Regions from separate parts of the Sus scrofa genome. Here all the other regions are linked to region 1. The links are chromatin contacts, called in public HiChIP or PLAC-seq maps. All regions are on one chromosome and are shown on one strand. The core of a region is the stretch at or near the end of the contact, and the rest is flanking DNA. Distances in the headings are between cores, read along the strand shown.

What was found. HiChIP or PLAC-seq counts read pairs in DNA pulled down with a chosen protein or histone mark.
Region 2: an H3K27ac HiChIP or PLAC-seq map of alveolar macrophages shows a contact between it and region 1. The contact joins the promoter of ZDHHC4 here to the promoter of ZNF12 in region 1. A contact is called at or near these places in 1 of 5 promoter capture datasets (liver), 1 of 47 Hi-C or Micro-C datasets (heart right ventricle) and 1 of 2 datasets of contacts at active chromatin or transcription factors (alveolar macrophages).
Region 3: a contact with region 1 is called in an H3K27ac HiChIP or PLAC-seq map of skeletal muscle. The contact joins the promoter of C3H7orf26 here to the promoter of ZNF12 in region 1. A contact is called at or near these places in 2 of 5 promoter capture datasets (fetal liver and liver) and 2 of 2 datasets of contacts at active chromatin or transcription factors (alveolar macrophages and skeletal muscle).

Annotation. Positions count from the first base shown.
Region 1 is chr3:4,453,308-4,456,882 of Sscrofa11.1, forward strand. ZNF12 (zinc finger protein 12) reads left to right here and starts at 1,704. Exons shown (of 5, transcript XM_005653056.3): 1 at 1,704-2,202; 2 at 3,134-3,198. The coding sequence starts at 3,160.
Region 2 is chr3:4,641,733-4,645,307 of Sscrofa11.1, forward strand. It overlaps ZDHHC4 (a long non-coding RNA gene), which reads right to left and starts at 2,010. Exons shown (of 8, transcript XR_002342216.1): 1 at 1,909-2,010; 2 at 1,248-1,441; 3 at 237-359. LOC110259843 (a long non-coding RNA gene) reads left to right here and starts at 2,105. Exons shown (of 4, transcript XR_002342218.1): 1 at 2,105-2,969.
Region 3 is chr3:4,625,180-4,628,754 of Sscrofa11.1, forward strand. It overlaps C3H7orf26, which reads right to left and starts at 1,794. Exons shown (of 6, transcript XM_021086073.1): 1 at 1,506-1,794; 2 at 877-1,098. The coding sequence starts at 1,697. It overlaps ZDHHC4 (a long non-coding RNA gene), which reads right to left. Exons shown (of 8, transcript XR_002342216.1): 8 at 3,116-3,575.

The DNA.
Region 1 (3,575 bases), core at 454-2,953:
AGCAGGGAAGAGCCACTCCGATTATGGGATGAATTTGGTACGATCTCTGCAAGTTAGGGTGCTGTCAAGTCCTTTCACATGAGACAAGTTACCATTTATCTTGAGAACATGTATGCATTGGATATTATCTGCTGAGCGATATAAAAAGATGAGGTTTAGGAGTTCCCTAGTGGCCTAGCAGTTAAGGACCTGGTAGTGTCACTGCTGTGGCACAGGTCACTGCTGTGGTGCAGGGTTCCATCCCTGGCCCGTGGAAAGTCCTCATGCCGTGGGCGCGGCCAAAAAAAAAAAAAAAAAAAAGAAGATCATTTTATTTGCACTCTCATTAGTAGTTTGCCTGTGATGTGCAACACAGTCTGGTTTAATGATTACTTAACAATAGAAGTTTTATTTCTACATTTGTGGAGAGGATTTTCTAGAAGTGGGTGGAAAATTTTATTTTAATTTTTTCCATACCAGCTTTGAAGAAAAAGTTGGCCAAGAACACAGTTACATTATTTCCCCAAAAAAGTGATAAATCATCGTCCTTATGATTTTACACTATCCTCTTTGACTGCTAAGATCCCCAGTATCTGTGGGGTTTTTTTTTTCTCTCTCTCTCTCTCTTTTTTTTTTTTTTTTTTTTGGTCTTTTTGTCTTTTTAGGGCCGCACCCATGACATAGGGAGGTTCCCAGGCTAGGGGTCCAATGGGAGCTGTAGCCACCAGCCTACACCACAGCCACTGCAACCTGGGGATCTGAGTTGTGTCTGCGACCTACACCACAGTTCATGGCAACGCTGGATCCTTAACCCACTGAACGAGGCCAGGGATGGAACCTGTGTCCTCATGGATGCTAGTTGGGTCTCCAACCACTGAGCCATGAAGGAACTCCTGTTGTTTTTTTCTCTAGTTGATTTTTCTACGGTTTTTGAGGGCCGCACCCTCATATGGAGGTTCCCAGGCTAGGGGTCAAATCGGAGTTGTAGCCACCAGCCTACACCACAGCCACAGCAACTCGGGGTCCGAGCCGTGTCTGCGACCCACACCACAGCAATGCCGGATCCTTAACCCACTGAGCGAGGCCAGGGATCGAACCCGCAACCTCATGGTTCCTAGTTGGATTCGTAAACCCCTGAGCCACGACGGGAACTTCCGATTTTTCTGCAGTTTTTAATGCGTTAGTTGTGTAATCTAGATAAGCTACAATGTCTGTTTTCTTTTCCTTCCTTGGATAAACCTTATGCCCTTGGGAATATTATTTTATATCATGTCTGGGCATTTATTTTATTCCAAACTTTTAGTTTTAATGAAAACTTCCAGTATTTCAGTTACGTGAACAAGATAAACTCCTTCTCCTCTCCTGGTTATGGGGAAATCTCAGTTCTAACCAGAAATATCTCAGGCATGCTAAGCATCAGGGCTCCAGGAGGCCATCAAACAGCCCTGCTTGAGGTCACACCTTTCCTTGATCCTTAACAGGAACGAAGACAAATGCGACTTGAGTTCCCGCTCCAGGCAGCCAGTCCTCTCAGCACAGCACCTCTTAACCGCCTGATGAAGCGGATACATTTACGACGTTCCCTAACTTGACGGCGCAGAGGCTTATGGGCAATAGAGTCCGGCGGCGTGTCTGGCTCCTCGCTGTGAGCCCTGGCAGGCGGACTTCCGGCGCCCTCCAGTGTTTGTGCGCCTCGCCCTGGGCGCGTGTTCGCGCCTGCGCACTGCCGCCTCGCCGCAGCCGTTTCCTGTCGGTGCCCCGGTCGCCGCTGGCCTTCGTTCCCAGGCTCTGGCCTCCGGCTGGCGAGGGTTCTGGGGCCTGCGGGGCTGGGCGCCGTCCGGCGGGGCCTGCACCCAGCGGGTGCGGGCTGTGCGGGCGAGGGTTCGCGCGGGCCGGGTGGAGGCTCGAGCGGGGACTTCCGAGCTCGAGCCCCGGAGCCCCCGGCCTGGGCAGGAGGGGCTGAGGGGCCAGGCGGGCAGGGGCGGCCGGGCCCGGGCCCGACCGTCTGTAGCGCGCGGGACGGTGAGGTCCCTGGAGGTCGACTTAGGCCTCAGGAAGGGAAGTTCTCCTGAAGGGAGCTTGTCCCCTAGGCCCAGAGTCGGCTCCTCGAGCCCAGCGACCTCGAGAAGCGGAGAGGAGGGACCCCGGGAGAGGCACTCGCCGGAGGAGCCACCCCCGGCCTGGAGCTTCGGGAGCCCCGGGCGGGTCAGCGAGTCCCGACAGGTAAGTCGTGCATCGGCGGGTAGCAGGGTTGGAGGAAGCCCACCCCGAGCCCCAGGAGAGAGCAACCAGGAGGGTTTCACCGCTTCCCAGAGATCAAAGGGCAGGGCCGGCTGGGAGTTCCGGGGGTCCTGGGGGAGCAGTGGTTAGAGGCTCCGCCGCGGACGTGCTGCGTCCCCTCCTTTCTCCACATCCCTACACTCCTGCCCCTCGCTCTCTAGGGATTCCGCACGGGTCTGTAAAGGCCCATCAGCACCGTGGTTCTCTAATGTAAGTGTCCGCTGACTCCTCTCCAGGTTCTGCCCTGCAGAACCACACAGTGGAGTGAGGAATGAATCTGCGAGGCACCTGTCCTACTGCCTTGGTTGAGGGTAGAGGAGATTGGACCTGAGAAGGGAGGAACTTGTGCCAGGTCACCGGGTCTGTAGGTGGGATTGCTTACAGGACTCAAAGTCGCAGGCCAGTGGTCTGTCCACTTAAAGTTAGTTTCTCAATAAAAAGTTTTTTTGAGCGTCGCGCTTACAGTGCGATGTACGATACTTGTCCAGGTAATTGAAAGTCTGAGCCGCTCCTGCTTGTATCCCTTTACTCAGAGCATCTTTGGATTTTCTGAGTTTGAGTTGTTAATGGGGGTTAGTAAGAAGAGACGTCTATAACTGTTTATTAAATTTTATATTTAATATTGGAGGATTATTGTAATAGGGTTCTGTGGTCATTCACTGATGAGAAAATGTACCCACACAATCACCACTGACAAGTGGGAGTTACAGGTGTGTGGGTGAGGGCTCCCTCTTGACTCTTCCAGGACCTTCTACAGGGTAAAGACAATCTCCCCCAGATTTCTCTCATGGAGCCTGAGCACAGGTGCCCTGTATGAAAGCGTTTCCTTGGTGAATTCTTCCATAGCTTCACTGCCTGCGTTTTCCTCCACCAGGTGGGCCTCCACTTTCACAGTCCTGCATGTTTTTCCAAGAGCAGCAGAAAATGAATCAATCTCTGGTGAGTTTTCCTGTTTATGTTTTGTACGCTTTACTTTGTTTTGTAACAGTACCTTAGGAGGCAAATAGTTCAGAATTTAAGACAGGAAAGTAAACATAGAGAAAATATGTGGTTAGTCAGAACATAAAGGAGCAGGTCAGGTTCCCTGTAGAGCCCATGATTTTCCATCGCTCTTAAAGCCACTGTATAAGCCTGTGTTCTTGACGTCCATTTCCACCCCCCCCCCAAAAAAAAAAGAAAAGATAATTACCATCCACTTCTTGACTTGCATTGTCCTGCCAGAATGCTTTGGTTTTTCCTTGTTAAAAAAAAAATTTTGGAGTTCCCATCGTGGCTCATTGGTTAACAAATCCGACTAGGAACCATGAGGTTGCGGG
Region 2 (3,575 bases), core at 760-3,259, 190 kb after region 1:
TGAGAATGCTATCTTCTCTCAAGGCATCATCAAAACATTACTTTCAACAGTAACAAAACAAAAACAGAAAGACTTTCAAATATACCACAATTCTCATAAGTGAAAGAACAAGCGAACAAATAAATAAAAATGAAAAAAATGTTTAAATCTTTTGTTGTTGTTGTTCTGACAGAAAACTGGTGAGCCTTGGAAACTGGTGGTGTTCTAGTCCCGTGGTCTCTAAGCATCACTGTTACCTGTGCTCCTCCTCTGACCAGGCCTTTCAAGCAATGGATTTTCGAGCAGATGCAAATTGTAATAACACCAATTACCAACAAAGCCAGGTAGAACAAGAAGAGAAACAAAAAGTCCATCCTGGGCTACAAAGGAATAGAGAGAGTGTGACTACTACTGAGGGCTATATTCCAACACATATTCTCAGATATCAATTTCCTAAATGGCTCCCCAAACAATTCACAAGCCTTCAAGCACACACTGTCGGGAGTTCCCGTCGTGGCTCAGTGGTTAACCAATCTAAGAACCATGAGGTCGCGGGTTCCATCCCTGGCCTTGCTCAGTGGGTTAAGGATCCGGCGTTGCCGTGAGCTGTGGTGTAGGTTGCAGACATGGCTTGGATCCTGCGTTGCTGTGGCTCTGGCATAGGCCGGTGGCTGCGGCTGCGGCTCCGATTGGACCCATAGCCTGGGGACCTCCATATGCTGCGGGAGCAGCCCCAGAAAAGGCAAAAAAAAAAAAAAAAAAACCACACACTGTCAATGGGGCTTCCCAGCTGGTCCTCCTTCAAAAGTTTCCTAATCAAACCACTGCGGTCTGCTCTGCAGCATCTCCTGCCTGAAAATACCAACATTTGAGGGGAATAATATGCAAAATGCACTTGCCTCCCCTGCTCCAGCAATAAATCATTCTTTTACTTTCCCAAATATAAATATTCTCAAGGACCTTGATACAAAATGTACCCCTAAAGAATTTGCTGACGATACTATTGGAAGAAGCATCCACTAGGGGCAGTCAGGGGCCCACAGCCAGAATAAGGCATGGCGTCCCAAAAAACATCCTTCCAGGACGGTGACCACAACAACCCGGCATCACCCACAGGGACCAAGGCCAAGACACAGACCTGTGTTAATAAACTGGAAACAGTTACTTTTGGCCTTAGCAAATATTCTGGGAGGGACTTCCAACTGAGATAGCTAAACGTAAAAACTCTTCATGAGATAAGATAGGAAACAAAGAGCAGCAATTCTCACGAGGTGATTCAGGATCCCCAGCCTATATATTTATTTTGTTTGCATAGCTTTCAGCCGGCAGTTCGGACATTCCTCCTTCGAACATTCACTGAGAATTCAAATGGCATCTCCTCTTGTGCAGCGGCGTACGCCTGGCACAACAGGTGGCACCCAAAACTTCAGGAGACATGATTCCTCTAGGAGACTGGATCGGGCTGCAGAGACATCAATTCGACATTCACATAACGTGACAGGCTAGGAGTCAGGGGCTGAATACAGTGTGGAAAAGAATCTGAAAGTTGGGGGGGGGGGCGCTGTTGAGACCCCGCAAGGTGAACAGAGTTATGAGATTTCGAGTGGAAAAGCTAATTGGGAGCTTCTGGATCTCTGGTGTTTATTCCTATGCCTGAGGAGTTCCCGCTGGGGACCCAACAGAAAGGCATTTCCAAGGATACTCTTGGTCCGAAGATTCCAGCAGGTGGGCCTGGCCCGTGCTTCCCCGGGGAGCTGGAACCCGGGACGGGTGAGACAAGATTACAGGGAACACTGGAGGTGTCCGGGCGCCGGGCGGGGCGAAGGCGGAGCTGCAGCCCCACACAAAAGGGGGAAGGGCGGGTCAGACAGGGAGACCAACCCCCCTGAGCCAGCAGGGGTACCTAAAAGCTAGCAGAGGCGGACTTACCGCCGGGATCCGCCAACCGCCAACTGCACCCCGCCAGCGCCTCTAGGGCGCGTCCCCAGACTTCCGGCGGAATCGTGACGTCACACGCGACGCTGGAAGGGGGGATCTAGCCCGACTTCCGGTGGAACGCCGCGGAGGGCTGTGGGGCGGGGCCTGTCGCGTTCGTCCCGCCCCTTCGACGGTGACTGTCGCTTCCCGCTGGGGCTCCTCCAGACCGCGGTCAGGTGTGACCGCTGGGAGGTCCAGTTTTACAGAACTGTTGCTGGGAATCTTCTAGGCCTGTGTGGCCAGAACGCCGAGGTTGTGGAGCGGAAGGTGCCGCCCAGCGGCCTGGGTAGAGCCCAGTCAGAGCCCGGCTCCTAGCCGAGCAGGGGCCCCGGCGGCCCAGAGCGGGCACACTTGCGGGGCTCGGACACTGTCTTCGTGGTGAACAGCTTGCTTTGCGTTCTGCCAGTCACACCGCTGGGATCTGTCCGAACCGTCCCAGTGTCTTCACTCCTGCTGTCTCGGCACAGCTGTGAACATACTGCTCCTGGGAGCATGACAATCGCTTGACTCCAAACCTGGGGAATAAGAGAGAGGGCTGTTGAGTGATAGTTGAACCTAGAGAAGAGCTGCTTCCAAACACAGCATTGAGAAGTCCCCTGTGGGGTGTTCATTTGCCCCGAACGCCTCCGAATCTGCTGAGACCACCTATTCTCAAAGGCCTCTGAACAGCTGCTTGTCACTGAGCCAGGCCAGTCCTCCCTTTGAGAAGTAATGTCTGATCTCCAAACACGAGCATTAAAGCGCCCCGCTCTTCCTGTTTTTTTGCTGCCTACCCCAGCTTCTTAAGTCCTTTTTTAAAAACATACCAACCCGGGCACCTTCTGATACATTAGGTAAAAGGCCTGCATGAACTTGTGGACACAGAACTGAAAAACAAAAAGCAAAAACCAGAAAATGTGATACCACCAGGGAACCCTGTGGTTATGGATGGAACCTCATCACCTATTCAGAGGGGCTGGATTTCGTCGTGTCTCAGCTGACTCATCACCCTGCTGGTTAATTCTGAGCTGGTGGTTAAGTATTTTGATTAACTTTCTTCCCTCATAAATGCAGAACTTTATTTTTATCCCCATTTGTTTTTCTCTGGATGGTTTCAGTTGAGCCTAACTTTAAATCTTGGTTGGTCCCCTAGGGTATTTTGTGCTGGGCCACTTTTCTTTCATTTTTAAAAACGTATGCAACCAATACGATATTATGTTATCCTGGTAAGAGTCAAACTATATGAAACAAAACCAGAAATCTCCCTTGATCATCACCCCTCCCGAATCTCAGCCCCTTGACAGAATTAATCATTTAGTGTGTATCTCCCAACACTTTTACACATTTCTATATATGTACTTATTCAAGACATGTATTTAGTACCGGTATATGCCAGGCACTCTTTTAGGCACTGGAACATAGCAATAAAACAGATAAAAATCTCTGAGCTTCAGAGCTTACATTCTTGTGTAAATATACGAATATATAATTTATTGGTTACCAAAACAGGATTATTTTATACATAGTGGTTCTACGTCTTTATTTTTTGCACCCAACAATATATCTTGGTGATCTTTCCACACCACTACATATAGATGTATGATATTGTGTTTATCTCATTATATGCATTTCAGTATTTA
Region 3 (3,575 bases), core at 544-3,043, 170 kb after region 1:
GTAATGAAAAAGCAAAACATCTTCCAAAAAAACTATCTAATACAAAATCTACTATAAAAGTCCATTTTTCCTTTGATATTTAAAAACACTCTAGAAGCTCTTTTTTTTTTTTTAATCAAAGTATAGTTGATGCAAAAGGTGCCAGTAGAAGGCTCTCATGCCCTCATCCATTAGAAGAGCCATCAGCTTTGTTAATAGCACCCTGAAACAATTCACACGCTTAGTCATCTAACCATAAAAAACAAGCAAACGAGTTCCCGTCATGGCTCAGCAGTAACGAACCCAACAGGACTCCTGAGGACGTGGGTTCAATCCCTGGCCTGCTCAGTGGACTGGGGGTCCAGGGTTGCCATGAGCTGTGGTGTACGTTGCAGACGCAGCTCCAATCCCCAGTTGCTGTGGCTGTGGTGTAGGCCGGCAGCAGTAGCCTGGGAACCTAGCCTGAGAACTTGACCCCTAGCCTGGGAACTTCTATATGCCACAGCTGCAGCCCTATAAGCTAAAAGCAAAACAAACAAACAAGCAATGTCACAATCTGACATATAATGATCCTTAAAAAAAAAAATCCTTTTTTTGAGGCTGCGTGCACAGCTGTTTCCGAAATCCTACCTTATTGTTTTCAACTAAGAAAAATAATTTGTCACTTGTTCTGAAGATGGAGCCTTTTAAAATTCACCTACCATTAAGAAACTACTGTTTTCCCAAGTATGGTGCTCACCTGTGAATATAGGTCTGGGTATCAGCAAACAGGGCAGTGAATCAAGGAGCTAACATGTGGAAATGGCCCCTCTAGAAATCCAATGAAGTTAAAAATCCTGATAGTAAACCCCTCCTCAGAGACCCTCAAGAGAAGAGACTCTATTTCTAGAGAAGTACCTGGAGCCAAGAGGCTGCACACTCCAACACTGGGATTCGACACACAGCCACTGCCATGGAGACCAGTTTTCCCAACAAGCTCATCCTGTTGTCATCGGCTTTGTTCCCTTGGGGGCTGAAAAGGGATGAGAAGATAATCTGCCGGACAGAATCCTTGGTTTGCTCCTGGAAATAATTGCACATGATTTCAAGAAGTTGGAGCTCCTGAAGCGAATTCAATCTCTGCAAAACAAATCCAGGAGAAGCGATGACACATTTAGCCAATCTGTTCACACAGTAAAAACACAAAATACGCTACTTTCCCCCGGGAATTGTTCACCTCTTTGAATCCCGGGTCCCCGGAGTGGAACTCTACTGTTAATCTCAGAGAATGTCACTCTATGTCATTACGCATCATCCTGGGGTGTTTTTTAGATGACCTACTGCGGCTTAAGATTCTCCGTAACAGGTCTTTAAAGTCTCTTCCTTTCAACACCAAAGAGCCATGGCTGTCACACGCCCCGCAAAACGGAGCAAGGCCAAGCGCGAGAACGGAGCCCCTGAGAGCAAGGGAGTGTGTGGTCTGGCCGATGCATGTCACCGGGAGGGGGAAAGGGAGCCGGGGTTGCTGATCCGGCCGCCCGCCGCACCTTGGGCTGCGCGCCGCGCTCCTTGGGCACCTGGAACACGAACTCCTCGAGCAGCTCCACGGGGCCCTTGTCCACGATGGGCAGCGGCGCGCTCTGCAGCTGGCTGCTAAAGTAGATGTCCAGGTGGTACAGCACCTCCTTGGCGGCGCTGAGCGCGTCGCGGCGCAGCAGCGAGTGACGGATGTCGCTCATGGTGCGGCCGCGGCGGCCCGGGGCGCCGGGAGCGCGTCGGGACTTCCGCCCCGGGCCCCGCGGTCGCGCCCGCCGCTGCGGAGACAAAGAGGTCGCGACCCGGACTCCGCCCGCCGACCCCGTGCCTGGGCCGCGGCGCCCGCCCGCCCGCCGCCACCCGCTCGGGCTTGCTCAGGGGGCCATCGCCGGCGCCGGCGGCCAGCGGGCGCCCCGGCGGTGCGACTGCGGCGCGACCGAGAGCACTGGGAACCCGCCGCCGCTGAGCCGAACGGCGGCGGAAGACCGAGCGCGGCGACGGCGGCCCGCAGGGGCCAAGCGAAGGCGGCGGCGAGGGCCCGCCCTCGGCAGGGCGCCACCTGGCGGCGCGGCCCGCGGGCGCGGAAGGGGCCGCCCTGCGCCTGGGTTCCGCGCCGCCCCGCCGAGCTGGGGTGCCACACCCACCAGTGAGGGCCCCGGGGTCTTATCGATCCCGACTCCCGCAAGAGCCGCCCGAAGCTCCCCTGGCTTCCTCTGCCTGGGGTTCAAAGCATGTGACTGCAGCGAGCTTTTCCAAGGACAGGGATGGGCAGCAGGGCCCTGGCTCAGGCCTCAGCCACTCGTCTTAAAGGTGAAGATTGCATCTCCTCTGAACTCACAGGGCTGCAGTGACAGATAAGGCAGCCTATCACAGAGTCGCTATTCCCCAGTCCCCTCCAGAGGCCCGGCCTAGCCTGGGAGAGCCATGGGAATCAGGTGTCCTGCTCCTGAAGACTAAGACCGGAAAACCTAAAAACCCTCGGCACTTTGTATGAATCTCTTCCTGCCTTCATCCTCTGCAATCAATTCACTGGATGCTTAGCATGGGATTTTAAAAACAGGGCGGAAATTACGTGAATGTGGCCGCAAGAGGCCAGTGGAGGGCGAGCAAGAAGCCACAGGAATATGCCTTCTGTGAAAGCCCATTGTGGCCTGAGGGTGGGCCTACGTGAGGATGCTGGATGTGGTTAAGATAAAAAGAGTCTAGGGGTGGGGGGGAGCCGAGGCCTTTCCCTGGGAAAGACGGAAAGGACATCAAAGAGGGTGCAGCCAAGAGCACCTCCAAGGCACTGAGGGCCTCCGGCCTGTCAGGGGACACAGCCCTAAGGCTCCTCCTGTCCAGGAGCCCAGCAGACCAGGGTCAGCTGGAACCTCTGAGAAGCCAGTGTTGATCCCCTTGGCACCAGGACTTCAGGGATGCTCCTATCCATCTGGCTGAGTGAGCAGAGGGTAAGCAAGGGGCATTTCTGCCACAGGATTTATCAGCCTGGCACCTGGCAGGGATGGAGCCCTCAGTGGACACTAGTTTTCTCCTCCCCTCCTTAGCCACTGAAAGCCGATTCCTAAGTATAGCAGAAACGAGAAAAAAAAAAACCCAAAAACCAATGCTTAGAAAGTCAGCATACATATGTATAAATAATGTAGACTATATTTAAAAGGCAGTAACACTCTCCCACCCACCCCCCTTTTTTTTCCACTTTTCAGGGCCGCACCTGTGGCATATGGAAGTTCGCAGGCTAGGGGTCCAATCGGAGCTGTAGCCACCGGCCTACACCACAGTCACAGCAACGCCAGGTCTGAGCCGTGTCTTCAACCTACACCACAGCTCACGGCAACGCCGGATCCTTAACCCACTGAGCGAGGCCAGGGACCGAACCCACCAGCTCAGGGATGTTAGTTGGGTTCGTTAACCACTGAGCCACGAAGGGAACGCCACTCTTCCCATTCTTATTTCTTCTTTCTTTCATAATGTGCAGCAGCAGGTAGAAAGATCTCCTGAAGGTTGCTCCAAAGCCCACGGCAGTACGCGTTCCGGTAAACCCGGGGCTCTGCTGATGGGGTCTGGGCCGCGTGGGGGCAATG